Linked DNA regions of Mus musculus: regions 2, 3, 4, 5, 6 and 7 are each linked to region 1. Evidence: chromatin contacts called from public HiCAR-type, HiChIP or PLAC-seq and promoter capture Hi-C data. All regions are on one chromosome and are shown on one strand. Each heading gives the region's core, a stretch centred on a gene start, on an enhancer-like site or on the middle of the called end of the contact. The rest is flanking DNA. Distances are from core to core; before and after follow the strand shown. Region 1 holds the start of Ctxn2 (cortexin 2). Region 2 holds the start of Sord (sorbitol dehydrogenase). Region 3 holds the start of Shf (Src homology 2 domain containing F). Region 4 holds the start of Gatm (glycine amidinotransferase (L-arginine:glycine amidinotransferase)). Region 5 holds the start of Bloc1s6 (biogenesis of lysosomal organelles complex-1, subunit 6, pallidin). Region 6 has its middle 74 kb from the start of Gm34430. Region 7 has its middle 24 kb from the start of Gm34430.

The links. Promoter capture Hi-C pulls out the DNA fragments that hold promoters and counts their contacts. HiCAR-type assays count read pairs that join an accessible place to other places. HiChIP or PLAC-seq counts read pairs in DNA pulled down with a chosen protein or histone mark.
Region 2: a contact with region 1 is called in a HiCAR-type map of astrocytes, with 7 times the contacts expected there. The contact joins the promoter of Sord here to the promoter of Ctxn2 in region 1. A contact is called at or near these places in 1 of 39 promoter capture datasets (pre-B cells) and 2 of 115 datasets of contacts at active chromatin or transcription factors (astrocytes and embryonic stem cells).
Region 3: a promoter capture Hi-C map of hippocampal neurons shows a contact between it and region 1, with 4 times the contacts expected there. The contact joins the promoter of Shf here to the promoter of Ctxn2 in region 1. A contact is called at or near these places in 5 of 39 promoter capture datasets (cranial neural crest, embryonic stem cells, hippocampal neurons and 2 more) and 4 of 115 datasets of contacts at active chromatin or transcription factors (astrocytes, embryonic stem cells, forebrain and 1 more).
Region 4: a contact with region 1 is called in a promoter capture Hi-C map of pre-B cells, with 5 times the contacts expected there. The contact joins the promoter of Gatm here to the promoter of Ctxn2 in region 1. A contact is called at or near these places in 9 of 39 promoter capture datasets (the 3T3-L1 cell line, the C10 cell line, cranial neural crest and 6 more) and 1 of 115 datasets of contacts at active chromatin or transcription factors (astrocytes).
Region 5: an H3K27ac HiChIP or PLAC-seq map of SST interneurons shows a contact between it and region 1, with 22 times the contacts expected there. The contact joins the promoter of Bloc1s6 here to the promoter of Ctxn2 in region 1. A contact is called at or near these places in 5 of 39 promoter capture datasets (cranial neural crest, liver, maxillary cranial neural crest and 2 more), 4 of 115 datasets of contacts at active chromatin or transcription factors (SST interneurons, embryonic stem cells, forebrain and 1 more) and 1 of 9 other capture datasets (adipose tissue).
Region 6: a contact with region 1 is called in a promoter capture Hi-C map of second pharyngeal arch cranial neural crest, with 9 times the contacts expected there. The contact joins the enhancer-like site here to the promoter of Ctxn2 in region 1. A contact is called at or near these places in 5 of 39 promoter capture datasets (cranial neural crest, liver, pre-B cells and 1 more) and 2 of 115 datasets of contacts at active chromatin or transcription factors (embryonic forebrain and embryonic midbrain).
Region 7: a contact with region 1 is called in a promoter capture Hi-C map of second pharyngeal arch cranial neural crest, with 8 times the contacts expected there. The contact joins the enhancer-like site here to the promoter of Ctxn2 in region 1. A contact is called at or near these places in 7 of 39 promoter capture datasets (3T3-L1-derived adipocytes, cranial neural crest, frontonasal cranial neural crest and 3 more) and 3 of 115 datasets of contacts at active chromatin or transcription factors (embryonic forebrain, embryonic midbrain and forebrain).

What each region holds. Positions count from the first base shown.
Region 1 is chr2:125,134,535-125,138,499 of GRCm38.p6, reverse strand. It overlaps Ctxn2 (cortexin 2), which reads right to left and starts at 1,808. Exons shown (of 2, transcript NM_001162934.1): 1 at 1,220-1,808.
Region 2 is chr2:122,232,629-122,236,593 of GRCm38.p6, reverse strand. Sord (sorbitol dehydrogenase) reads right to left here and starts at 1,755. Exons shown (of 9, transcript NM_146126.4): 1 at 1,636-1,755. The coding sequence starts at 1,701.
Region 3 is chr2:122,367,087-122,371,051 of GRCm38.p6, reverse strand. Shf (Src homology 2 domain containing F) reads left to right here and starts at 1,905. Exons shown (of 7, transcript NM_001374011.1): 1 at 1,905-2,405. The coding sequence starts at 1,920.
Region 4 is chr2:122,609,179-122,613,143 of GRCm38.p6, reverse strand. It overlaps Gatm (glycine amidinotransferase (L-arginine:glycine amidinotransferase)), which reads left to right and starts at 1,867. Exons shown (of 9, transcript NM_025961.5): 1 at 1,867-1,996; 2 at 3,257-3,475. The coding sequence starts at 1,928.
Region 5 is chr2:122,736,602-122,740,566 of GRCm38.p6, reverse strand. Bloc1s6 (biogenesis of lysosomal organelles complex-1, subunit 6, pallidin) reads right to left here and starts at 2,062. Exons shown (of 5, transcript NM_019788.3): 1 at 1,863-2,062. The coding sequence starts at 1,944. Bloc1s6os (biogenesis of lysosomal organelles complex-1, subunit 6, pallidin, opposite strand) reads left to right here and starts at 2,205. Exons shown (of 2, transcript NR_156706.1): 1 at 2,205-2,485.
Region 6 is chr2:122,854,359-122,858,323 of GRCm38.p6, reverse strand. No RefSeq gene overlaps it. Among named protein-coding and RNA genes, the nearest start is that of Gm34430, 74 kb to the left of the region's middle. Within about 2 kb of position 1,768, at least 6 of the 459 cell types and tissues checked have an H3K27ac peak or open chromatin away from gene starts, as enhancers often do. A contact at or near this core is called in second pharyngeal arch cranial neural crest, where this site is marked.
Region 7 is chr2:122,903,890-122,907,854 of GRCm38.p6, reverse strand. No RefSeq gene overlaps it. Among named protein-coding and RNA genes, the nearest start is that of Gm34430, 24 kb to the left of the region's middle. Within about 2 kb of position 2,299, at least 10 of the 459 cell types and tissues checked have an H3K27ac peak or open chromatin away from gene starts, as enhancers often do. A contact at or near this core is called in second pharyngeal arch cranial neural crest, where this site is marked.

The sequences.
Region 1 (3,965 bases), core at 559-3,058:
ACCTGGGATTAAAGACACATTTTCAGTAATTGGAAGAGATAGAAAAGTACACTCATTAGGTTCCATAGAACAGATATTGTAAAGCTAATGTCAGGAGGAAAATAATATTTTAGTACTATGTTCACTGAGACATAGAAAATGAATGAATTATGAGAGAAATAGATTACAAAGGAACAAAGCTATGAATTGATTTTTATTTTACAAAAGCCCATATGAAAACCAGCAGTTGTCAAGAGAATAAGTGAATTTTTGAAAAAAAGAGTTGAATGTAAGCCAAATCCAGGTAGAATTTACTTTAAGTGTAATATACCCTGGGTTACTAACATCATCAACACTGCTCCGATTAACCATCAGCATCCCTCTATGGAATGATTGAAATACTCAAGTGTATTGTTATATGAATTCTGACACTGATAAAAGATTGTTAATTTTGAATTAATGATTCGATACTTTGGTAGTGAGCAAGCACATTCAATGTGTCTCTTTTCTTTCATAGCAAACGTCAGATACAGGGCTCTCTAAGTCCTGATGAGTCATAGCATTGGCCCATGGCAGTACCTGTAGATATCAAAGGGCCCTATGTCATGGAGTCACTTTGTAGTTAGCAACAAATAACTGACAACAACAACAACAACGTCCTCTGTGCTCAGTTGTTTACATCATATTATTGCCAGTAACTGACTAAAGAGAGTATTTTTATACCTGCTATGTAACCTTTCGTGTTCATGAGTAAATGTGGTAGGTAAATTTTTTACTGTGAATTATTTACTGATTAGGAGCTATCAAATTCATTTTTCAAAAAACGGTTATTTAATTGCCACAGATTAGCATGCAGTTGCAGAAGCTAATGGTAAAGTGTAGGCACCTCCTAAGAACCTCCCATGTCTTTATTTTAATCAACAGGTTTTCCTTCTTGTTTATTTATCTAGCAATAACATCATAAACATTAAATCTGAAATAGTTATACTTGGAGTGCAAGATGATTGCACTCTAATGAGAGGATACTTGTAATTTTATGAAACAAGACATGCAAACTCAAGCTTAAAAAAAAATCACAAGCTCTTCTGTACAAAAACAACAGACCCTTCATCAAATATAAAGGTTGCTAAATCCTGTTTAAATAAGCAATAGCAGAAAGCACTACTGAGGCCACATCTGTACACAGCTATCATTTAGGAATGGATGTGTTGGAATCAAAAGAAAACCTTAAATTACAAACCCAGATGTCTTCATCATGCTGAAGTGCATGCATTTTGGTTTCCTAGAGTTCCAAAACCTCGGATCTTCAAGAATCTACCCCAAAGCTCTGGAGACGTCAACCTTGAGAGATTTTCCTTAAGAGAACAACTGGCTGGCTCCTCAGACACCCATTCCTTCCAAAGCACTGGTCGATCTGAAAATTCTCAACATGTCTCACTAAAGAAGCCTAGACCATTGCTAGTGTTCTACCTTGCGTTGTCGCCAGTTGCCTTCTACATATTAAACTGCAGGAAGCATGGAAACTTCCTACAAGACACTATGGGAGAAACATCAGCAATCTGTATACACACAACACGTTTTCTTTCTTTCTTTTTTCTTTCTTGACAGCATCAGCAGCTGCAGAGGCATTCGTTTCTTTTTAGAATTTGAGCTCACCAAACCTACAAGCTCTCCCTGCCCCCCACTCGGCTCTCCTGTTTCTAAAATCCAAGAGAAAAAGGACACCTTCTCCTGGGGACTGGCGCTGGAACCCTGTTGGTGAATGCTGAGGAAGGGGGAGAAAGTTACTTCGCAGGCAGCAGGGATGGATGGGCTCACCTTCCATGTTTGTTGCCATGGAGATGAATTCCAGCCAGTAGACTTGTTGGCAGGTTTGTCTGTGCTCGCCGATCTCGGTTCGTGTAAACGGCGTGTTCTGAGGACCTGCGTGGAGTCACAGGACCGTGGGTAGCGCTTTCCTGGCCTACGTGTGTAAATAATGTCTGTGTCTGGGTGAGAGACAGGACACGGGCAGCCGCGGAAGGACCCGTGCGCGAGTGTTTGCAGGAAAATGTGTGTGCATGTGTGCCTTTCTCCGATGTGACAATGTGTAAATATTTGCGAGTATGTAGATGTGAAAGCAACGAGGTGGGACGTGAGATAGGGAAGGGACTAACAGCAGCAACAGGGTCTGGTTTTCAGGTCCGTCAGAAAAAGCAGAGACCAGGGCTCGTTTTCACTCACATCGCATCCTGAAGCTTAGCAATCGGGGTTCGTCACTATTTGTGCATCTTGGGGTAGTGAGGATTTAATTAATTCATTGCGAAAATCCTTGTCTCTGTTATGTCCCCAGCTGTGCCGAAGGCATTTCGCTGTGAGTGGAAACAGCAGTCCCGGGTTGTTAGAAGGCACTAGATTTTTATGTTTCCTTTGATCAGACAAAGGAAAAAAACGGTGTGAAAAGTGCACTGGTTTAACCGAATACTGATGCGTCACTTAGTCTTTTGGTGTTCATTTCCACTACCCACGCCCCCTTTACTCCACCCCACCCCTTCCCGCAGACGCCCTGGAGCTGTCCGCAGTGCTGAAACGCTGAAGCTGACCTCTTTCCTGCAAGAAGATACTGAACTACCATTGTGACAAAACCATTAGGTAGATGCGGTGCAGGTTTTCTAAAACGTGGTTGAATATTCACATTGTAAACAGACCTCACTGGAAGCAAAGCAGAACACGTTAAAGCAACACAGCCACCGGCCCTCTCACCTCTCCTCGAGAGGTTCCTCCACACTCACCTTTAGTATTATTAACAGCCATCATGTTTTGTCACGATTCCCAGAACCTATCCTTGGCACGCACCTGTAGATTCCCTACGAACTTAATTGCTCATCTTATGAACTCTTCAGTCGTTAATATTTGAGAAAATGCAGATACAGAATTTGTACATTATCATTGCTGCTGTTGTTATTTAGTGGAGAACTTGGGCGTGACGATATTTGACAAATTTTATGACTATCTAGAGTATTATCACTTAGGAAATGAAACAGTCTTACAAAGATGTTGCACAGAGTGTCAGCCACAAATGGAATATCTACATCATTTCCTTCAAATCCCAAAGACTATTGAGGGAGAGGAAGAGGAAAGATGATGAGAACCAGAGGGTAGACAAGAGTGAACCGGTGTTTTCTGAACAAGTCTACTTCACTCATAAAGCCTGCTTTACCCATGAACTCACACTACCGCATAAGACCTGCACAAGATCAAGCCAGTCAGCATTCTAACATGGTATGGGGAGGGGATCATGAGCACCCACCTACTTCTGGAGGAGGAATAGACATTTTAAAGGGTGTGTCCCCTGATTGGTTGATCAAATTTCTGTGGATAGCCTCATACCTAGGGGCAGGAGTATATGGTTAGCACAAATTGGGCTCAGTGGATTATTTTAAAAGGGAGGGCATGAAGTTGAGAGGAAGTAAGTTGACTATGGGTGGTGGACCTCAAGAGGGAGATGAATATCACATGTTCTATAAAATTCTCAAATATAAAATACAAATATTTTAGAAGCCACACAAGTATATTTGGGGTTTATATGAGACAATCTTTTGAAAAGTTGTCCCTCTTTAAGTTTAGAACTATGAAAACATCTTAAGGAGTAACAGCCTGCTGTGAAGGAACGAGGATGTCTCTTCTTCTAGTGGCATGCTCAGAGCTTTGCTGACTTTTTCTCAAGTGTGTTAAGGACTGTGTCCTTTCTTAATACTATGGAATAAAACAGTTGCTTGAGTTTTAATGTCATTATGACTTTCACGTTGGTGAGAGTCAGCAGATGCTAATTCGGTAGGTGTGAGTTTATGTCTCAGATTATTAATTCCTCTTGCTACGACACTCCAACTAGCAAGGCACTAAAACTATTGCATTCTAGCAATGCAGTTCCTTGTAGATTCAAAAAAAATGAGGTAATTTTCTCTCATCTACATTTTAAGATTGCTGTACTGACTAGAGAGATGACT
Region 2 (3,965 bases), core at 506-3,005, 2.9 Mb after region 1:
CTCCCAGGCAGCCAGAGGCCAGGCTGGGTCTTAGGTTTCCTTCCTGCTTGTCTCAGCAAAGTGGCTCAACTCCTGTTTTTCTAGAGCTATGCCCTGGACATAGGCCAGTTTCTGGACTTACTGGTGGCTGGGAAAGCATCTCTGGGAAAGCCTAAGCTCTCTTTCCCTTCAAGCCCTGTTGGAATCCTGCTTTAGATATTAGGAATGGGTGTTTCTCCAAAGAATTCCAAAGAATGTGAGCTCAGGAGGCAAGGGTTTTTATCAGCAGACCCTGCCCCTAGTCCACTCAAATGGAAGCTAAGCCTCAGTTGCCCAACCCATCCTCCATGGAAAGACCAAACTGTGGCTGTGTGGCATTGCAGTGGTGGCACACGCCTTTAATCCCAGCACTCGGGAGGCAGAGGCAGATGGATTTCTGAGTTCAAGGCCAGCCTGGTCTACAAAGTGAGTTCCAGGACAGCCAGAACTACACAGAGAAACCCTGTCGGGGGGGGGGGGGGGAGAGAGAGAGAGAGAATGAGAATCACAAATCACTGTGTCTCTTTAATTTTAATGCAGGATGTTGAGTAGATGTTCAAATGTGATTGGAGAGAGCACTAGAAATTGAATTTGAATCTGACTGAGTTCTTGTCTTGGCTGTTAACTAACCAAGGCTACCATCTTGGGAACCACAACGATTCTTGGTTTGGAATCCACAGAAGTCTACAGGTGGAAGAGTTAAGGAACTCAGAAAATGCTTAGTCTGCAACCACAGATAAACCACTGAGGACAGGCTATTAAACAGACAAGAACTCTTCATCTGAATGAGTCTCTCCTGGTACATGTTCTTTGAATGGGAAGGAGACAGACTCTAGGGTGCAGGAGAGATGGCTGGTATCCAATCTCCAAACTGCATGCCCGCTGAGATGGACTTTGTCAAGGGAACTTTGGCATGACCACAAAGATGACTCGGCAAATGTCTGAACTTTGGTTCAGGGGGCAGAACTAAGTTTAAAGCCAGAGGCAGAGGTAAACAGAATGAATGCTCCAAGGTAGTGATCCAGATGTGGACTAAAGGAGATAAGCACCAGGCTATATCCCCAGTTAAAATGCATTATTAACACTTACTGAATGCTAGGCCCTCTCATGATAATAATTCTGCTATGGGATATTATCAGTTCCAAACAAAAAGGATTAAATAGAAACTTCACTGCTTTTAAATGCCACCATGCCACCTTTTTCTGTCCTCCACTGTCTACAAGAGAAGATCTGGGTAGATCCTAATCCTGGAAGTCTCCCTCTGACCCTTCTGAAGAGCAATAACAACAGTGTGAGTTTGCAGCTATTAGAGTCGAAGGCTTGATTAGTTTTCAACGGTCCTGGGCACAGGTCACGTGCCTGGCGCCCGGTCTAGGCTCTGGGAGCACGCGACCAGAACTCTCTCTAGAGATAGATAACAATTACCCCACCCCCACCTCCCGGTAACCAGCTGAGATCTGGGTAAACCCAGGCAGTCAGGGGTGCTTGGCACGGGCTATCTGCCAGCTCTATGAGCAACAGAACTTGGGAGTGGGTACCACTGCTGAGCCTGCCAGAGGGGCAAACCGGAGCTGGGTGGGTGACTGCCTGAGTTCCCACACTCCTTCCCCTTTTTACCAGGCGGATGTCTCCAGGTCCGTGCACCACCAGGGACAGGTTCTCGCCCTTAGCTGGAGCTGCCATGTTGCTCTCTTGCTTCGAGGTGTCCGCTGGACCCGGCGGGGAGCTGGTGGTTCTGCTCGTCCAACCGCCAAGGGTCTGGAGTAAGGGGCTGGGGCGGAGCCTAGAGAAGGCGAAGCGCGGGCCCGGGGCGGGGCCTGCGCACTTGACAGCCAGGAGGCGGGGTCGCGCGAGGTGGGAGGGGGGAGGCGGGGGACGAGACTTCACTCAGACTTAGCAAGCCAGAGTAAAGAGAGAAAGCAGCCTACGGAGGCCGTGGGGGATTTGTGGCTGCAGAAGACCCGGCTAGCACCCCTCGAACAGCAAGTTTAAGTCTGAGGTGGAGCGCGGGTGTTTTGTGTTACTAACGGGAACAGTGCGCTGCTGCAGGCAGGACGCCGCGAGCGCTCTGAAAAAAAAAAAAAAAACAAAAACAAAACAAAAAACCGCTGTCTTTCCAGCAACCGACAAAGGGCCTGACACTCGCAGGAGTGAAAGAAGGAATGTATGTGTCACGTGGTCCTGATGCATCTGCATCAAGATGCTGTAGGGCAGAATTTGCAAGCCTTTCTCTTTAAAGGCTTTCTCGCTTTCCATTGGCAGCCGGATTTCTGCCCAGATCCCGCCTTTAGTGCTCCCCAGTCAGGACAAACAGGTTTTTACTTTAGAGATGGAGCTTGCTGCCCCTTTCCTTAGCTATCCATTCCCTTCCTTTCCCTTCTTCTGTGTAGCCTTGGCTGGCCTGGAATTTGCTCTTTAGACCAGGCTGGCCTTGAACTCAGAGCTCTTTCCAGCATCATACCTACTACTAGTCTTCCGAGAATTATCACCAGAGCTCTCAGCTCTTGATGTCTCCCTGTGAGGATGGAACGGAGTCTTACATTCTTTAGCAGCAACTCCTGGTGCACTAGAAAACCCGCCGAGGCTGTTTTATTTATTCACAAGAAGGCAATGAGATGTTTGGCACGCGAGGAGAGCTTAATGGAGACGGATACCAAATAAGAAAGGGGGAGTGGAAGCCGGGCGTGGTGGCGCACGCCTTTAATCCCAGCACTCTGGAGGCAGAAGCAGGTGGATTTCTGAGTTCGAGGCCAGTCACTATACAAAGTGAGTTCCAGGACAGCCAGGGCTACACAGAGGAAACCCGGTCTCAAAAAACAAAAAAAATTGTCTTTGTTTTTGTCTACAGAGTGAGTTCAGGGCAGCCAGGGCTACACAGAGATACCCTGTCTCGAAAAACCAAAATAAATAAATAAATAAATAAATAAATAAATAAATAAATAAATAAATAAGTGGTCTGCCTGAATGTATGTGTGTGCACGACTGGGTGAATGGTGTCTCTGGAGGATATAAGACCGAACTGGATCTTCTGGACCTGGAGTTACAGATGGTTGTGAGCTGCCCTTTGGCTGCTGGGAATTAAACCCGGGTTTTCTGCAAGAGCAACAAGTGCTCTTAACTACTGAGTCATTCCTCCGGCCCCAGGATGGATTTTTTAATGTATTTTTTAATTGAAATGCTAACAAATTTCTAATTACAGTTCTTCCCCCAGCCTAACCCCTGCCCCCCAAAAAACTACACACTGAGTATTGTAGTTGAGATTCAAAGCTGAGAAAATTAAAACTTAAAAGAAGTCCTCAGGTTCTTGTAACACACAAACTAATCAATAGCAGCCACACTACTTAACTCTAGAAAGCCTGACCCACAGCCCCAGACCTGACCCACAACCTAACCCCTTCCCTTGGAACATTAACTTCAAGGTACTTTTTTCAATTCATAGATAAAGATCATATTATGCTAATTCTACCTCAGAAAACTTTGCAACCTATTTGATTTACTTTATTTTTATTTATTTATTTATTTTGGTTTTTTGAGACAGGGTTTCTCTGTATAGCCCTTGCTGTCCTGGAACTCTCTTTGTAGACCAGGCTGACCTTGAACTCAGAAATCCTCCTGCCTCTGCCTCCCAAGTGCTGGGATTAATGGCATGCGCCACCACACCCTGCTCTATTTGATTTACGTCAGCTTTTAATAGCACAGTAAGTTAGAGGGTCGATAAACTAAGTCATTTTACAAGAGGAGAATGAAGAAGAGAAAGCCCTAGATCCACTTTCTAATTGTATTCCTAAGTAAGAACAAAGGGACTTTCACTCACACCAGAAGAAATTGAGTCATCCTGTTTGGAGTCTGCACTCCAGCTACACACTAACATGTTCTGCTAGTTCAGTGGACTCGGAGGCTTGTCTCAGTCTGTCTAGTGTTAATGTTACGTAGGCAGCAGTGCAGCT
Region 3 (3,965 bases), core at 656-3,155, 2.8 Mb after region 1:
CTGCCTCTGCCTTCAAAATGCTAGGATTGAAGTGGTGTACCACCAGGCTCAGCAATTGCAGGTTTGTTTTTGTTTTGTGAGACAAAAATTCAGGCAGCCCAGGCTGGCCTCAAACTCAACAAGACATTGTCCTTGAACTCCTGATCCTGTGGCTTCAACTTCCCAATTACTAGGATTATGGGTGTATATCATGTGTCAGTCACTGCTTTATTGCTATAAGGAGACATCAAGACCAAGGCAACTTATAGAAGGAAAGAATTCAATGTCGGACTTGCTTATAGTTTCAGAGGGTTAGTCCATTACCTTCATGGCAGAGAGCAGGGTGGCAGGCGGGCGGGCAGGCAGGCATGTTGCTGGAAAAATAAGTAGCTCAGAGCTTTACATCACGATCCACAAGCATCAAGTAGAGAGGAGGTGGGTGGAGACTAGGCCTGTAATGGGCTTTTGAAACCTCAAAGACCACCCTCGGTGACTCCAACAAAGCCACACTTCCTCCAACCAGGCTACACCTCTCAATCCTTAACAAACGTATGGGGACCATTCTCATTCAAACCACCACCACCACCACCATCACCACCACCAGAATCACTTTATATTTTTTAAGCAAATACCAGTAGTGTGGTGGCGCACACCTGCAACCTCAGAACTTGCCTTGGGAAAGCTTGAGCAACAGGATTGCCATGAGTCTGAGCGGAGGCCTGACTGCAAGGTGACTACAGAGCAAGGGCTGTGCTCAGATCGCTCATCACCCTTAATTTGCATGACAACAACCCCTATCACCCTTTCTAAGATAGGACAAGGGCGTGGTCTTGGCCCAGGAGTTGGCAGTCCATTGCCTTTCCCATCCCCTCCCATTGGGTGAGTGAGGAGACCTTCTCCTGTGGGTTAGCTACAATATCCTCAGGAACCTGTCATCTCTATGCTCACCGTTGCATCAGTAGTTAGTATTTTAAACTGTATATTCTGGAATGTAAACCTCTTAGTTTCTCTATTATACCCCATGAAGTGAGGGGAGAAGGAGGGGAGAGGGAGGGGAGGAGGGAGGGGGAGGAAGGGGGAGGAGGGAGAGGGAGAGATGCTGGCCTTCAGGGCTACAATACTTCTGGTGAACCTGCTTCCTTTCTAAGACAAAATTCCAGGCTCTTAGGCATCATCATCGGAGCCCTGAGAAGGTAAGGGGCTGGTGATTGACAACATTAGACCTGTTTCTCGCTTGATTTATTGATCTGTCTGTTTCTATTCTGTCACAGACAGATTGACAAACCCAGGGTGGAGCTTGAGGGATTTCCACAAGAAAGCAGGGCAGCTGTGAGGGCTGCGTGGGCCTGCTGGGGGCCGGTGTAAGCGTGGATGGGGATTGTTTGTGCGAGGGTTGTAAGCATTTGAAGCTGGCGGTTGGGTGTGGAAACATCGGAGCAATGGGTGTCTCTGGAGAACTGATTGCATGCCACGTGAGAAGTTTGCCTGGATAGAAAGGCAACCTAGGTTTGGGTGTGAGTTAAGGGATAGGAAGAGGTAGGCGGTACTCCCAAGGTGAGGGCAGTAATAGGCGCATCTGAAGAGCAGCGTCTTCGAAAATGTTTGGGTCTTTGGGTTTGGGGGAAAGGAATCAGGATGAGCAGGATGTGCCTGGGGACTCATCTTCCCGCGTCTGACACAAACTGGGAGGTGCAAAGAGCAGATGGGACTAGAGAGCGCCCCACAGGAGCACGGGTAACGACATGTGGAGGACTCACCCTCGGCGCAGTTGCTTCCCGCATCCCATCTACTCCTCTCAGAGTCCTCGGGTCCCCGTTAGGCAGCGGGCTCCTCCCCTCGTGTCACTGACGACGAGCCCCGCCCCTCCCGCCGGCGCAGCTCCGCCCCCTCTCGCCCCGCCCCCGCCGCCCGCGGTCTGCTCGCTCAGTTGGGAGGGCCCCATGCTACTGAGCGGAGCTCCTCCTACGGGCTCCGGCCCGGGGCCGAGGGCGCAGGGCAGCGCGGGGGGCGGCCCTGGGGGATCCCGCCGCGGGGCTGGGGGTGCGGGGACCGGCCCGGGAGGGGGCGGCAGCGGTGGAGTCGCAAAGTGGCTGCGGGAGCACCTGGGCTTTCGCGGGGGCGGCGGTGGAGGGGGCGCCAAACCCGCCCCCCCAGAGCCCGACTACCGCCCCCCAGCTCCCTGCCCGGCCGCGCCCCCTGCGCCGCCCCCGGACATCCTGGCCGCCTACCGGCTGCAGCGAGACCGCGACTTCGAGGACCCCTACTCCGGGGGCCCGTCCGCGTCCGCCGCCCTTTCCACCCCTGCGGTCCCTGGCCCCACTCCGCCCCCGCGCCACGGCTCACCCCCGCACCGCCTCATTCGGGTCGAGACCCCCGGCCCCCCAGCACCCCCTCCGGACTCCGGACCCCCTGCCAGCAGCGACAGGGTGAGTGCTGCGCCGGGCGTGGGTGTCCAGGAGGGGTGGTGGTCTGAGGTCTGGAGATTTAGGGAGGGACAAAGGTGGCTTGGCTGGGACTCAGCCTTTCGCAGTCAGTATTTCTAGTTGACATAAGCTTAGTCCCTGACACGGGGGCTCAAATTTTAACCCCTTTGTTAGCTTCTCCACCGACTAATCTGAGTCCCCAAACTCTGCCCTGTTTCCTGTTAGGGCCCGAGGACTAGGGACGACCTCCCTCAATGGCTCTGTCCTCAGCTTTGCAACCCGTCCAACCCTGATCCTGGAACCTTTTTTCTAACGGGCATGGAGAAGCACCCCTCCCTTCCCTTTGCCGGTTTATGGCCTTTGTGCCCTCTCCGGAGCAGCAGCTCCTCTGCCCTTTGATCTCTTGACTCTTCCCTCCACAAAGCTTTTCTCTCCCCCTCCTCTTCCCCTTCTCCTTCCTCCCACCTCCCACCCGGTCCTGGAGTCCAGGCATCTTTGCAGGTCTGAAGCCCAGAAAGGGGCTGAAAACTAAGATTCTTCCGTGAACACAGCGAGCGCTGGCCTTTGCCTTTCCCAGTGGGATTAGGGGGGGGGGGGGACTGTTGTACTCCGGATGCCAAGATGGGCAATGTCCAGCTCTTCCTGAAGAAATTCACCCCTGGGGTACAGGCGCACTCCTTCCAGTGTTCCCCCAAGTATGAGGACACTCGGTGGTCAGGACCTGTTGCCCAGTTAAGGCCGAGTGATGGGGTTCATTCATTATCTCCTCTCTCTAGGCTTTCCTCTTTCTCAGTCCATTCTGAGAGAGACTGGATCTGCAGGCCCTGGAGGAAGACTCCCAATAGTTTGTCTCTCAGGACATCTACCTTCCTTCTTAATTCCAGTTTTATCCTGTCCTGGATGATAAACAGCTGAAAGCCATCCTTAGTCTCCCTGAATGGGAGGTAGGAGCTACCCCAGCTCTGTTGCCTTCCTCATGTCTGAGAACTCATTCCTCCAGGGCTTGCTCATCTCTCCTCAGTAGAGATCTTTATCTGATTAGAGAGCAGTTAATGTCTGAATCCTCAGGTTTCAGAATTGGGCTTTTTCCGCCAAAAGATTGCTGTCCTGGTAGGCTTGCTGGATAAGAGGTGTGTTGGGGTCAGAACAAGAGCCCCAGATGTGTGAATCATTTCCCCCATGGTTCTTGCCATAGAGCATGGCTGACCATGCCGGCTCATCATGCTTAAGCTGAAGAGGGAGGTCCAAGGGCACTTCTCCCAGGCTGCCTGCAGTCTCCTTCCTAATTGCCCTGGTGTTATGGTGAGACGGTGGTATGGCCCTGTCCTCCCCGTGGACCAGTCTCCTCCTCCCTGGCCACTGGCTGTTGGCCCATGGTCTAAGCTGTCCTTGGCTATTTTCCTTCCTGTAGTGGCTTAGAATGACCTAACAGGCTGCCCACCACACTGTGGGCTCCTCCAGGAAAACATCCTTTTTTTTTTTTTTTTTTTTGGTCAGTTCTCTGTCTCCAAAGTGTCTGACCCAGTGTCCTGAAATGGTGCGTATCCATTAACAGGGTGGCTT
Region 4 (3,965 bases), core at 618-3,117, 2.5 Mb after region 1:
GGCTGGCTCTAGGTTTCTGTATTTGTTCCCGTCTACAACAGAAGAAGCTTCTCTGATGATGGTTGAGCAAATCACTCATCTGAGTCTAGCAGAATGCTACTAGGAGTCAAATACTAGTGTAGCTTTTCTCACTACATTCTAGCTGTGAAAATATACTTGAGTTACCTTATTTGAACTTGAGTGTTAAATTTTTCCCTGATTTTATTCTTTTCAATCCTCTAAATAGAAAAAAACAAAGTCTAGGGGGGGTGGTTTAATTTGCTTCGATAACAGTAGGGCTGGTGTGTGGGGCTTGCTCTCTCCTCTGCTCCTCTCCTGGATTACAAGAGATGAGGGTGTCAGTCTGGCTGTAAGCATTTCCCATTGTCTAAAGCTAAATTGCCCCCTAATTTTTGTCAGATACTTTTAGATCTTGCACTTTCAAAATAAAAATAATGTCTTCAATGAGGGTCATGAGGTGTTTATAGATCTCTGACAAAACTGGAAACCAAGCAAAGTGAAAGTCTTCTTATGTGTACTTACCAGCCATTGTTTGAAACAAAGTATCAGACAGACCAAGCCCTCCTGGAACTTACAAAGTTGACTGAACCACTATGCTGGCTCTTACAAGGTTTGTGGTGAGGTTTGTTTTGGCTGGTTTGGTTGGTTCGGTTGTTTGGCTGCTTTTAAATACAAGGTGAGTGAGAGCACTCTTCTACTAAGCTATATCCTGAACCTTAACCATCTTTTTAAATCCCTTCACTGAGAAGGGTACATCTCTGGTCACCCTAAGTACACCCAAAGACATAGTCCCCAGAGTTGATTGAGTTCATCTATTGGGTAAAAGTTTTAAGTTTTGAGAAATTCTTCAGATTCCCCGAAGCCCTCACTAGCAGAAGGAGCGAGCCTTTGATAGAAAGGTCCAGGGTTGTGCTTCCAAGCCACACAGCATTTTAAGAACAGAGCTAAGATAGGAACCTAGACTCACTGGCTCCCTTCACCATATCAGGACCTTGAGACCTCTTTGTTGAGTATTACCTCGTAATCATACGACTCTTAAGAGTTGCCTAGACTTTACCGGCACCGTTTATTTTGGTCTCTGGTTAGCTCGTGGACCAGGGACTATCAATGTCACCGTTCTCAGTTTCTAGAAAACACAACACAGAGAAGCCGGCAGGGGGGTGGGGGGTGCTCATCATACAAGCCTATAATCGCGGGATCCAGGAGAATGGAGGGCCGGAAGCCAGACTGGACGACACAGCCAGGCAAGAAGTACTCAAATCTGCCCCTTCTGCTAGGAAGTGATGTGTCTATTTGAGTTCTCTAGTTTTAGTTCTACAAATCCAGTTAAGGGAACTACTTTGTAATCAAGCACCCAAGTCATATTGAAAGAAACCTTTTAAGATGTGCCTCAGAAGCAGAAGCTAACTGTAGCTCCCCCACTCCTTATTACTTTTGACTTATTATTATCTGCCTGTTTTCATAACTGAGTTTCTCAAAGCAGGAGCACCTAGCCAAAGACCACCAGTGTTCTAAAGACCACCACCACATAGGCTCAGGTCGACAAACTTGGAAGCTAACTCGGGGCCGTTCCACTCAGTGGCCCATGGACTAAGACTGGCCTTGGGGTTTACACATTCAGGTTGAAAAATGGACTTCCAACAAGAGAGACTAAGGAACCATCATCCCTGCTAGGCATTGGGTAGCCTCTTCATGGGTCTTCGCCGCCGCTGACCTGAGCCAGTACGGGAGGCACGAGCTAAAAAAAAAAAAAAAAAAGGGCCAGCCCCGGGACGTGACCCACGGACGCCGAGGCCACCTGTTCCTGGCAGCCAATGGGCCAGGCCCTGGGCGCGGCTACAAAAGCAGCGCGCGCGGCCGCAGGCTGGGAGCTGGCGCGAGCTTGGCGACTAGGACCTTGTGCACGCGGAGCAGCAGAGACGGGGCGATGCTACGGGTGCGGTGTCTGCGCGGAGGCAGCCGAGGTGCCGAGGCGGTGCACTACATCGGCTCTCGGGTGAGTCCCTACGCTGCCTCGGGACCTCTGCGGGATGCAGGATGGGGACCCAGAGGGAGACTGGACACCCCGGTAACAGGGTGGCGTGGTCTGTGTTCCGTAGCCCGTGAGGGCGTTTTCTGGGAAGATGCATGTGAGGGCATGGACGGAGCCTACAGGCCGGCTCCAGCTGAAACTCTGGGATCCCTGGGCTTTACCGGGGAAGTTGGAATGAGTCCATCCTGTCCCCCACCTGCTGCTCTGCCAGGCCCTCTGCTTCCTTGGGATATCCGAGCCCATGCCTGCAGACCCTCCCTTGCTCCTTGACAGGAATAGCTCTGGCAGATGAGTTCTGCCAGCAGCTGGTTCTTGAACAGCTGTCATTTGCTCTCTTGCTTTGGGTCTCCACCCAAGAGTCCCTCTAGCTCCCTTCTTAGAGGACTTTTAACAGCCTGATAGAGTTTGGGGGCGGGATGAGGTTTGCCAGGGGGAGTGGGTAAGGGAATCTTCCTGCGCTAGGTTATACAGGCCTGTCTTAAAAAGAAGAAAGAAAGAAAGAGAGAAAGAAAGAAAGAAAGAAAGAAAGAAAGAAAGAAAGAAAGAAAGAAAGAAAGAAAGAAAGAAAGAAAGGAAGGAAGGAAGGAAGGAAGGAAGGAAGGAAGGAAGGAAGGAAGGAAGGAAGGAAGGAAGAAAGAAAGAAGGTTTTTAATATGCTTAGATCTCTTTTTAAGTTTACATTCTGTGCCTGCCTGGGTTAATCCTTATGGTACACATGACAGTCATCTCTGACTTGAAATGAAAAAAAAAAGTGATTAAAAAAAAGGTTGGGGTTGCTTATTCTGAAAGATAAGGTCTTTTCAGATCCCATGTTATTTACAGTAAAAAGAACTCCGTTTTGGTAACCTTCCAAACTGAAAAAGCAAGACTTCCTCCTTCAGTTGGACATTGCCGGTACTTACTGGGCACTTCCTTGAGGAAGAGGATGGCCTATCTTCTAAGAAAGTTTCTGAAAATTAGTTTGCAAAAACTTTGAGATAGATATGGGAAACATGTTGCTGGGAACCAGATCTTTCTGGGAGTTCTAAAAGATTACAGCATATGACAAAAACAAAATCAGTCTATCATCAACAAAAAGTTATGTGGGTTTTTTTTTTAATCACCCAAAACCCCTCTACTAGTCAACATCTTAGGGTCTCCTCAAGTACATATCTGTGTTATCCTGAGTCTCACACTTTAACCATACCTTGTTTGTGTGTGTGTGTGTGTTTGTTTGCTTTTAAGCTTGGAGGATCCTTAACAGGATGGGTGCAGCGAACTTTCCAGAGCACCCAGGCAGCTACAGCTTCCTCCCGAAATTCCTGTGCAGCTGAAGACAAGGCCACCCATCCTCTGCCCAAGGACTGCCCTGTCTCCTCTTACAACGAATGGGACCCTTTAGAGGAAGTGATAGTGGGCAGAGCTGAAAATGCCTGTGTGCCACCATTCACAGTGGAGGTGAAGGTAAGCCAGGGCTACCATGGGTCTGGGAGCCAGTCCTCAGCAGGTCCTCAGCGTCTGCAGCCTGCGTTCCACTGTACCTCTCCTCTGCAACTGCCTTCACTCCTCTGGGGCAGGGGAGTGATTTTTAAGGTATTTTGCTTGATAGCTCCAGTATTTGGTATTTACCTTTTTCTTCCCTCTGGAAACCTCCCTGGGAGTTTAGGAGAACTTTGGATAATCCTCCATATTGTCACTTTTTGCCCAGTATCCATAGCCATCTTCACAGCTTCTGGTCCCTCCTTCACTCAAGTCCAGACCACTTCCCTTCTTGCCATCCAATCTAGATCTACACTAGGAACTCCACAAGATATTGCCACAGGACCTCTCACTTGGCACAGCTAGAATTTCAGTTGCCAGACACCTCTAAGCCAAAGCCTTCTTTTCTTCCTTTTAATGTCTGTCATTCTTGTTTAATCAAACCAAAACACCGGAGATCTTTGATTTCTCCTCT
Region 5 (3,965 bases), core at 813-3,312, 2.4 Mb after region 1:
ATGTGCACTGAACACCTACTGTCTGCTAATTTCTTAGTCACAACAATAAATAAGGTAAACTCTCCTCCCTGAGTACACAATACAGGGGAGTATACAAAGCCATTACAAAAACTGTCGTGGAATCTAACAGTCTGAGGTGATTTCTAAGGAAGACGGGCTGTTGAAGATGCTGAATGCCCACCTCATCCTCCCACCCCATCTTCTCTTCTCTTTGCTAATCACTATAAAAATGTAAACCCATGGGAAAAGGCACTCCTTAAAAAGCCTAACTCCAATGGAGTCAGTCTGCAGTTTTCTCACGTAATCGGCCAGAAACTGCCTTTACCCAGCCATGCACATCAGCTTTTCATCACGCTGTTCTGAAGGTCTTCCATTCATTTGTCTGTTTTAAGACAAAGTCTATCACAGGTATCTTTCTTCAGCAATGTATATGGATCTACATAGTTCATCAACACTGCTGTGGTCTTCCTAATCCTTGCACGCTCCTATTTCTATGGGAGACATTCTTAGAAAACAGTGTGGAACAGAACATGTGACCATCTTTGAAACTGCAAAAACCCTCTAAAAAATGGCCCCAACTTAGACTGCAGCCACCACTTTCATATGGATACAAATCTGAAAGGAGCCGAGGGGGTGCAACATTGTTAAACAGAATGAGAAACTGCAAGGATGAACAGCAAGGCCATGCACAGAAAGCAACAGTGAGCTATTAATATATGCCGTGAGTCAGCCTGTGAGGGTCCCTGAGTGCCAATTCTATGGAAAATTCAGTAAGTGGCAAGAAGCCATTTTAGGATTCTAAGGATTCATGCCTGGAGCTTGTGTTGGGGCAGTAAAGTTACAACAATGGACACACCATGCTGTGAGAATGAGAGACTAGCGGTGGTAGCTTTACACTGCTGAGGGGAGATAGATGCTAATGCCCTGCGGAATCCTCTACATGAAACAGAGGGAACTGAATCCAAGAGTGCAAATTCAGTTTCATGGGAGAGTAAGCTCACACCATTATCAAGAAGATCAGACAGCTGAGGCTAGGGATCTAGCTCTGTAGTAGAGCACTTGTTTAACATGAAATAAGTCCTGAGTTGAACCTGCAGCTAGCACCTATCCCTATCTCTGCCCTACTCTCTGACATCTGCTTTTATTTATATGCATACCACCCATTCGTTATGTGCAGAAAGAGAGAAAGAGGGGGAGAAGGGAGGGGAAGGGAGAAAGAGAGAGGCCCAGGTTCCAAGTAGGTACTACAGAGTATTACTAATGTGACTGAACAAGTCATGAAAGGGATATGTCATTAAAGAAAAGCACTGCCAGGAAATGCTGGGTTATTTGTAGCTTCCTATTTCTGAAACGCAGAGATTATTTTTAGAAGCTCCATCTAGCTTCTCTCATATGAACCAATGCTCACAGAAAATGATTTGAGTGGTGTTTTCAATCTCACAAAAACGATGGTATAAACAGTGCCCATCTGCCTATATAGCAAATTAACTGCTTCGTCCAACGGACGCCTTCGGGCATCAATGCTTAAATTTCTTCTGGAAATGTGCGGACGGCTGCTGGAGTCTCGGATGAAGTAATGTCACCTAGGAGGTCAGAGTATTTCATGAGTAGACACTATTGTACAGTTTCCTAAAAATCTACCTTCTCTCTGGCAGACTGATCGCCAACCACTAACCCTGTGACAAACAGTTGAAAAGCAACACAAACGCAAACCTTTAACACAAACCGCACCCAACAGTGCGTTTCCTCGCGGGACCAGGGTTGCCTGGCCAGGATGCTCTAGGCAGGAGGGTCGCCTGCGCTGGAGTCCCACCCACTCGAACCCGGCCCCTGTGGGCAGTCGCCCCGCAAAACAGCCGTACCCGGCGTGGGCTCGCCGGCCTCCAGGCTGTCGGAAGGCCCCGTAAGGACCCCGTCTGGAGGCGGTGGCTCAGGAACACTCATATCCCCGCACTGGGCGCTGCGTGAGGCGAGTGCTGTGGAGAAGTCACAGGCAAAGAAACCTAACGCGTTCCAGAGTCCATCCGGACGAAAGCCGCCGAGGCACACGGAAGTGACGAAAGCGGAAAACCTCGCTTTCCGACGCAGAACGTTACTGCAAGTCCGGAACGCCCGCCCCCCCCCGCCCCCCCCGTGTCAGCGCCCTAGGCGCAGCCGTGCGCGTGCGGGTTCGGTTTCACAGAGGGTGGCCGGCGGAACCCGGAAGAGAGGTTAGAGGACCGGATGTCGCCATAACCGTGTGAATGTCCCCAGTGTTGTGTCCAGTTTATAACTCGGGCCGCTAAGTGAGTCAATACGAACTCTGAGCTTGAGCGTTGCTGAGGATCTCTTCCAGTGCTTGGAAATGACGTAAAGGCTTTCTTGGAGCATCATTTGGACAAATTAAGTCAAATTACCAAAAGCACATGCTGGGCTCCTGTAAGATGATATCATGAGTTCTAAAGGAAAGTATGTAGACTTGGACAGACTCAGCTCCACAGCAAATGTAAGGATTCTCGACCCTTTTGTAAACTCTGACCTCTAGTAGCATCTCTAGTTGCTCCTCAGGTTACCTGTTCAGTTTTCCATATTGTAGCCAAAGCTATCTCAAAAAAAAAAAAAAAAACTAATATAAATAAACAAATAATGCCATGCCCCTGGAATGCACTGGCTCCCTATTGTCACCATCTTATGTTCAGTTTCACTTTAGCCACTTTTCAAGGGTAACTTCTCAACTCTCCACGGTAGAATGTCCACAGACTAATCCTTGAGACTTCTAAATATATTAGAGGGCATGGCAACGAATAAAAGCTACTAGTTAACATAACCTTAAAATAGGAAGGGTACTCCAAGGACCCAAGGTAACAGTCTGTAAAACTGATGGGGTGGGGCTGTCTGAAAAAAGATTTGATTACAAAGGATGATTAAACAAACACTGATGGGTTTGAAGACAGAGGAAGGGAGTCATTATTCTGGATGGTGGGTGACCTCCAGAAAAATTGGTAACCAATTCCTCCCCTAAAGCTTTTGTAATGGAACTCAACCCTGTGAGGTTGCTGAACTATAGAATGTGTAATAATTAGTGTTGTCATACAAATAGGAAAACAATTTATTACTCTTCAAACATCTTGTGCAATCTGGGCATTGTACGCTGTCCATTGTGCTTGTTCCTGTTTCAAACTAGAGTATCTTTTTCAAAGGCCTATTCATCTTTTAAGTGCTCTAGGATAATATCTTTTTTATTGTTTTGTTTCACAAGGTGAGGTGTCCTGTAGCCTAATCTGGCCTTAGACTCAATATGTAATTAGGGATGGCCTTGAATTCTTGGTCCTCCAGCAGACACGAGCCAGCACACTCAAACACACCTTTACTGTGGACACCATTCATTATCTCATTATTTCCTCCCTTTCATTCAGCAGTCACAGTGAAGACATTTCACAACAACAAACATCCTCCTGCCATTTAGCACTGAGCTCCTCCTTGCATTCATTATTTTATGTTTTCTTCTTTTGAATTAAAAATGACAAATAGAAACTCTTATGCATAGAGTACCAAAATAATTCTCGATAAATTTGCTAATTGGTGAACTATTGATGCCCTAGCCCTAATTCCAAACTGTATATTCCAAAGTCTGAGTTATACAACATGGTAAACATGATGAAACACCTGGCACCCTTGCTTGGTTATAAGTTTCATGTACTAATGGTGTTGTGGTGCCCTTTGGAATAGAGCCATATCCTATGAGTTTTCATTGGCTCCTTCTATCTCTTGGCCAGTACTAAGTACATTTCATTAAATTTTAAATACTGGTTATTTAAATTTAATGGATGAAATAAACTGTTATGTCCTACCTTGTCTTTATGATTTGTTTTGCTATAAGGAGAATTCTTGTTAGGAATTTTATTATTTTTAACATTTTAACTTACTGTAACAAAATCACCTAAATAAACAAGGAGTTTGTACCACATTCATCTTGCTTTTCTCTC
Region 6 (3,965 bases), core at 519-3,018, 2.3 Mb after region 1:
GACAAAAATCTTTATAGTTACTAAAGAAATAAAAGGAATTGTAGCTACTCCTGGGAGGTCTGAGACCCCTGAGAGACAAATGGCACCCAGAAGTTTTGGCCAATGAAACATCAGAAGCCCATAGGTTGTAAGTGGAAATCCACAGGCTTGCTTTGTTTGGTTGGCACAGCACCAAACCCCACTGGCTCTGTCCTTTTTTCCCCCCAAGGTGACTACTGTGCCACTATTAAAACTCTGATGTTTTCACTTACACATCCAACTTCTCTTGAAAAATGCAGAAGTCTGGTTACATTAGGTTCACATTCACACATGATCACATGTCTAATGCAGAGGACACACAACTGTGCCCATTTTTACAGAAACAACCTCTTTCTTTAACCACGGGGTCCCTGAAGGCATTTGCTCATCCTTGTCTCTCTGAGATGTATGTATGGATTCTGAGATGTTTATGTTCCACCAATGTTATACATGACTGCAGTCTAGCTGGGAACCAGGCCTTGCTCTGTAGACCAACAGCCTCATCCCAAGGCACACACTGGAGAAGCAGTGACTAGAGAGATGGCCCCTGTCAGAACAGAGACGCCAATGAAGAGCTTTGCTGAAGGAAAAATAGGCTCTAGAAGATGTTGGTGCACGGATTTGCAGCTGAAAGGAACAAACTTCTTTGATATTATGGGCTGAGTGCAAGTGTTGTATGTATGTTGCCTAATTTGGTCTTTATAACATCCCTGGAAAACACATACAACTATGTCCATTCTAGAAATACAGAACCCAAGCCTTGGGGACTTTAATCATCTACCCAACCTTTTAACTGCTATAGAACTTTAAAATTATGATTTAAATTGTGGCTTTTATGACATCCCTTTCCACCACTACCCCCTCTCCCCCCCCCGCCCCCCGTCCCACACAAGGGTTCACTTTTTAGTGTGCCTCTAGGGAAAAAAAAAGGTTTACCTTGGGCCCACCCAGAAAGCAGTCCATAGCTAGTTATGCTTTGAGTGCAATTTAAGTTATTACTATGGAGACTTAAAGAGACCTGAAGGATTCTGCATTCAAAGGGAAATGTGAACTTTTCTGGTGAAGAAGGGTTCCTGGGGTCACCAATGGGATAAGCAATGGCCGTCTTTATCCGTACTGTGTAAAACTTACCATTTTGACCTAAGAAACCTGCTCAGGAGGCTTTTCCTATTAAACCCTAATTATTGACACCATAGACAAAGAAATGTTTTACAGAAGGATAGTGTTTTTTGAGACATAGTAAAAGTCTCTGGCAGCCAAGCACCTAGCATGCAATCTAGGAAAACTCAATTATTAGTATGAGTATATGAACATCATTTTGTTGTGATTAGATTTCACTTTAATTTAAATTTTGTCAAAGCCACAAGGGAGCAAAGAAGCAGTCTCATGAAATAAGCGAGCCCGTCTCAGTTTTATTTTTCATGTTTGCAAGGCAGGATTATCAGCAAATCTTATCAGTCAGCCGGTAAATTACCAAGAACTGCATTAAAAATGTGTATAGTCATTTTCATTTTTGAAAGATTCGAGACTATAAATAATTAAATGCATTAGACATCTGTTATTTATGAGCTGAAATGACGGTTTTAATTTAGTTCTTCATTTAGATCAGCCTGACGTATTGAGACTCTGAAGGAAAACACAGGAAATATCTAAAAATGACATCTTTGGGAACCTGTGGTGACCAGAGGTGCAAATCAAAGCCTGGTTATTCTCACTTCCCTTCAAGGCCTGTCAAGACACAATCTCCATTTGTGACCTTGTGTTGACCGAACTCGGGAATTCTAATTGGATGACAGATCAGACCCTACGCCGGCTTCCTTCACAGTCTAACTCCGGAAGCTTAGTAGGAGCTGCGAACATACTGCAGATCAGGCAGAGCTCAGTCCCGAGCTCGCAGCTCCAGAGCACTTCAGGAGAAATGGCCAGGAACTCAAACCACCCTGTTTAGTTTCCCAAAGATTCGCAAAGCCTCATGGGTTACAGAAAGGAAGAGGCGAGAAACAGACGCCTGAGTAGTGACTGCAAAGTCAAGGAAAATATGTAAATAGCTAAGATACACGGTTGTCAAAAATCGAGAGAATCCTTTTTTTGGAAAAGGTGACTCTGCCTCATAGGACAGTCTCACAAATGCACAGGCCTCAGCCCTGTGCTTCTGGTTGAGGGAAAGTTCAGTTATCTGTCGTCTGGGGCATACTTGAACCGCGGTGAATTTTGAGTTGTCTTTTTCCTTGGGTTGTAGGAGATCCGATCATCATGGCTTCAGCCAGAGCTTCTGGAAGTGTCAAAAGTCACACCACCTGCCCTTGTCCTACCAGGTTTCCCCTTGGCCTTGGGCTCTGGTTTAGAAATCACTGCAATAGTTGGTGTCTGCTACCTGCTTTTAGTATAGAACTGCTTACTTGTACTTGGGTGATTTTTAACAGTTTTTGTCTTGTGATTTTTTTTTGTACTGGAACTCCTACGGGGATTGGGGGAGACCAGTGCAATGTGAATTCTGAGCCCCTAGAATTGCTTGACATGATAGACATTCCAGGGTCATTTCTACTAGAGAAAAGGAGAGTTGGTGTGGTTTTCCTGCGTGCAAAATAGACTTGTAAGAGGATATGGATGTATTCAAGTAGAATTGATGGCCGTAGGGTTGGGAAATGGCTCAGTCAGAAGCATGAGAGCCTGAATTTAGTTCCCAGAACCCATGTAAAAAGGCTGGTCACAGTGAGATAAGCTTCTAATTCTAGCTCTTGGGAGGCAGAGGCCAGCAGCCTAAGCCTACTTGATAAGCTCTAGGCTGGTGACAGACTCTGTCTCAGAAAGAACAAAAGAAAATAGGTGGACAGAGACGGAGGAACAATTTCCAAGTTTGTTCTGTGACCTCCACATGCAATGAACACAAGCACACAGAGAGAGAGAGAGAGAGAGAGAGAGAGAGAGAGAGAGAGAGAGAGAGAGAGAGAGAGAGAGAGAGAGATACACACACAAATCTGTTACACAGAAAGTGGCTCCCACCTCTGCATTTTTCAAACCCACAGCTGGGAGCCTTTGGTCTATCATCAGCTCTGTAACTAATGGACTGCCAGAGAAATCAAAGGACCATCTGTCGAACCTGGAGATGCCCCTCACCCAGATCTGTGAACCCCAGATCTGTGTCCAAGCCACCGTCTTGCCTTGCTTTGTTAAAACAAAAGCTTTCACTGTCTGCTGGTGTCCTTGTCATCCTCAGCTCCCAATCCCTTGCCTTTGTGTCTGCTAGTTCTTCAGGGATCCAGAATCCATGTCACCTGACCAGTTATGCTGATCCCTCAGGAATAGGTCCTATCCGTCAAACTTACTGCCAATACTGAGGTCAGCAGCTGAGGTGCACCAGCCTGGATAGTTCCAAGGCTCTCCTGGTGTCACCTTCAGCCCACCAGCCATGGTGGTTGCGTCTGATCCCCACTGGACCACCCCAGAGTCACTGTCTGCCTTGCCCTCTTTGCTGTACTCTGCTCCCTCCTAAATGCCCTTATCACTGAGTCCCCAGCAACCAGAGCTGGCATTCCAGTTCTGATAAATAAGTATTTGCCTTTTCCCTCTGCAACATCCAATGAGCCTGATTGACAGCTTTCCAGGGATTTCTGACTTCCCCGGCTTCTAATCCTGCTTCTCATCCGGCTCTCTATTCCCCTGCTCAAATTAGTCTAGGCAGGAAGTGATTCAGCTTGTAATATGAGGTTAATTACAGAAGCGATAACACTTCTAAATAAAAACAAGCCTCTCGGTTTTAAAAACCTAAATTAAAATAAAACCAGAATGAAATTATTCCTGGTGACAAATCAACACTGCCGTTCCCAACCCATCGTTTTGACAGAACCAGCATCACAGATGCACAACCAAGGTAGTCACACAGAGCTGCCCTCAGAAGGCCTTGGATTTGTCATTTCTGCACAGATGTTCTTTATTCTGTCTTTGAA
Region 7 (3,965 bases), core at 1,050-3,549, 2.2 Mb after region 1:
TAACAGGTGCCCTGTGAGTTTCTTTAAAACTTTAGGTCCCTGGAAAGCATGTGCTTTGATCAGCCTATCTATTCAAGGTCCCATCCCTCCCTTCAACTGTGACCCTGTGCTGTCTTAGACAATTGGTTTCTACCAATTCCCTTATGCTAATTATCTCAGAGACCACATTTAAGGTCGTCTATTTCAAGTACCCCGTTTGGGTGCCAACATTCTATGTGCAGTCAGAGCCTTCTGTTAACCCCTTAAATCAGATTTCACAGAAAAGGGCATTTTTAGATTTAAAAGTCAAAGAGTAGCTCAATGCAATAAAAGCCTAGTATTGTGAACTCCGTGAAGAGAGGTCACTCTGACAGTGAAAGTACAGATTATGAAAAATTTTCTCAAATTTTGTTCTATTATTCTCGAGTATTGGAATATTATGACCAAAACCAAAAGTGTGCCTTTTTAAAAAATGATGATAAATGTGGTCAGGAAGAGTAGATAAGAGTCAACTGCAGGTGGAAAGGCAGCTAGGTCCGGCCTGTGACAGGGACCTAAAGCTGAGCGTAGTGAAGGGTGGGGACTGAGGGCCTGAGATGAGAACCAGTTAGACATCTAATGCCAGCCCACTCTGTAGCACAGGGGCATCGGGGATCTGAGCACATCTACTACAGGTGTCAGGCACGGGGCCTGGGCTGCTCCTCTTGCCCACATCCCTGAGAATGAACAGCAATCAGTTGTTAAGAAGTGTCAGCCCTTAACAATATGGAAGACATAGCGCCCCGACCCAAAGTGGGATGAGTCTAGACTGAGAATGGAAGCAGAATCAATGGAGAATACAGTCCAAGTACAGCCCAGCCATGGGAATGAGTGTGGATTATGCTGTGTTAAAAACCCGAAGAGACAGAGTGTAGAAGGCTTGCGGTTAGAGGCTGACCCACTCAGATAGGCAGAACCACCAGGTTCTGTCACAGCACCAGAATACAGCAGCGAACAACACAGACAGGCCTCCACCCCGGAAGCAGAGCTCTTAGGGAAAAATTCCTCCTGAAATGAAAAACACACAAACTGAATCGTAAACGGAAATGTACACATAAACAAACCAACAGAAAGGGGAGGGGCCAGAGGGATGAGCCAAGGCACGGAAGCAGGACTACACACTAACAAAAATGACCAGTTTAGCTTGGGCAGTTTCCATACAAGTATGAGTAAATTGGCAAGATGGGCCAATCAAAAATAAAGGGGGGGGCGCAGTGAGGCTGAAGAAGTTTACCCCAAAATCATCACAATCCAGTGAAAGACATTGCCAGCCAAATCAGGGTAAACGCTCTTCTGAACTTTTTTTTTTTTTTTGATATATGCTGAATTGTGCCTCAGATTATAGCTCTATTTACCCATGAAATTATTAATATGTCAAACACTGGCAAATCAATCTAATTTCAAGGAAGAATTTCAAATTGAATATTTTCTTATCTCTGTAGAAAAGCCCTTCATAGGACCATCTAAGTTGGGAATAATACATCTTCAAACATTTTGATTTCTATCTTTCTCTGCTCTTCTTACAAAGCAGTTAATGACAGCCATTTCAATTTTGGGCTGCAAATATTATTTTAGAGCTCTGCCACCAGTGTAAACATCTTCATTCAGTTCCCCTTAAATTGAACCATTTTAGTGAATAAATTATTAAATGTCAGAGACCTAGACAAGGGAACTGTATCACTCTGAAACAAGTTGAAATATTGTTATTTGAGACTGGCAAGTTGTCGTGGCAAATTGGGTATGACCCGCCACCCCTCCTCTGCTCCCGCAGCACTTAACCATTTTCCTTAAGCTTGTCTGACTGACTCGTAAGTCGAGAAAACTCAATTTGGTGACTGTAAGACGACAGATCTTAATTGAAAAGTTCATTTCTAATGAAATCCGAAGTGGTAAAAGGTTGGGTTGGCACGGTGGATCATTTGAGTCTTTATTAATAACACCAATTCATTTTAATTCAGTGAAGCACATAATTAGCATCAAGCCTTTCAAGTTCACCACACAATCGTGTGCTTGGAATCACTAATATTTTTAAGTTTTTCTTATTTGGTAATAGGTGTTTTAATAATTTGCATTTAAACATGAGGTTACTTGTAGTTGGCTTATACTAATTATAAGTGTGTTGCGTTTTATTAAGCCAGTACCCTTCGGCCAGTGACAAATCTCTCTTAGTCTTAACTTGAATTCCCTGTAATTATTCTGCAGTCAGCTAAGACTCCAGCAAAGAGATGAATGGGGCCCCTTGAGATTCCTGCACCTTGAATAATAAGCGGTGGTCACAGGGGTCAATTGCTGTTTCAGACTGTTCCTTAGCTACTGCATGTAAATCCATTTACTGGGGGCTTAGAGGAAGCATTGATGCATTTGTTTCCTTGCCTTTATCTCTGAAACTGCCACCATCCTCTGCTGCAAGACCCGGAGGGACTATCTCCATGGGAAGGAGAGGATCTGGAAAAGATGATGCAGCTGAGAGCCAGACAAAAGAAAATTCCCCCTCTCAGAATGGGAGAGAAGCAGGTTAGTAAATGAGAGTCCAGACTTGTGAGCTTTCTAATCCTCTCTTACTGAGAGCACCTCAAAATGATTTTCTCCTGGATTCTTGTACTGTTGTGCAATTTTATACAATCTGGGCCAGTCAAGGAAAGGTGTTAACAGGGAACTCCTTTCATGAAAGTATAAACAAGTGAACATACCCCATAAATCTAGTCACCGCGGAATCTGACATGTGGATACCTTCTTAGGGGATGAATACACATGTATAATATGTGTAGTTTAGTGATGGATTTTTAATACCTATCGGATGTTGTTGAGGTTACAAGGATAATAATACATACTGCCTTCAGATTCCCAAGCTCACAAAAGAAAAATGTACACAAAGACCATCATTAGTTCACAAATGAAGTAGATAAACATTGTTCATACAAATAGGTTTCTATAAACTTGCAGACTTTGGATAGTAAATTCCAAATGAAAGCTTCCTTGTCCTAGCGGGCTATTCATTCAGTGCAAGGTTGCTTTTTGTTTGTTTTCTTTTCTTTTCTTTTCTTTTCTTTCTTTCTTTTTTTTGTTTGTTTGTTTTTTGTTTTTTGAGACAAGGTTTCTCTGTTTAGCCCTGGCTATCATGGAACTCACTTTGTAGACCAGGCTGGCCTCGAACTCAGAAATCCGCCTGCCTCTGGCTCCTGAGTGCTGGGATTAAAGGCGTGCGCCACCACGCCCGGCTTTTGTTTGTTTTCTTGCTTGCTTGATTGCTTGCTTTTTTGTTTAATATAGGTTCCTGGGTTCTGACCCAAACCTCAGGGAACAGACTCCTGGCAATTGTATAACTCTTTCTTCTATATCAGCATTCAGTTACTCCCACACCAGAAAAGTTCCACATTTTAAAACCGATATAGCCATCAGCCAAAGCTTTCCTAGCTCCATCTGAGAAAGTCACTTCATTAATCCTCCAAGCAATGAAATGGGAAATCTCCCTTAGTCAATCTGAACCCAAACTAACTTTATTTTTCTTTGACACAGTTGGTGATAGGAAGAATAGAGAGATGTTTCACTGCTGATTTTAATGTCTGGTATGTGCATAAGGGAATGGGCTCAGTGTGGGGCATTGTGAGAGCCATTAAAGCTGGGCAGTGGTAGCTCCCACCTTTATCCAAAGAAGCAGAGGCAGATGGATCTCTGAGTTCAAGGGCAACATGGTCTACATAATGAGTTAACAGGCCAGTAAGTGCTACAATGTGAGATCCTGTCTCAAAAAAAGAGTCAGGGGCTGGAGCCAACTGATTTATCTAAGGACAGTTGATGTCATTTGGGAAGTAAAGAAAGTAAATGAGTCTTTTGTCTTGATTTGTTTCATCTTATCTTGAATTCCTTGATAGGCTTATATGTTTAAACACTTGCCCCCAGCTGGTAATGCTCTTTGGAAAGGTTGTAGGACCTGTAGGATCTGTAGA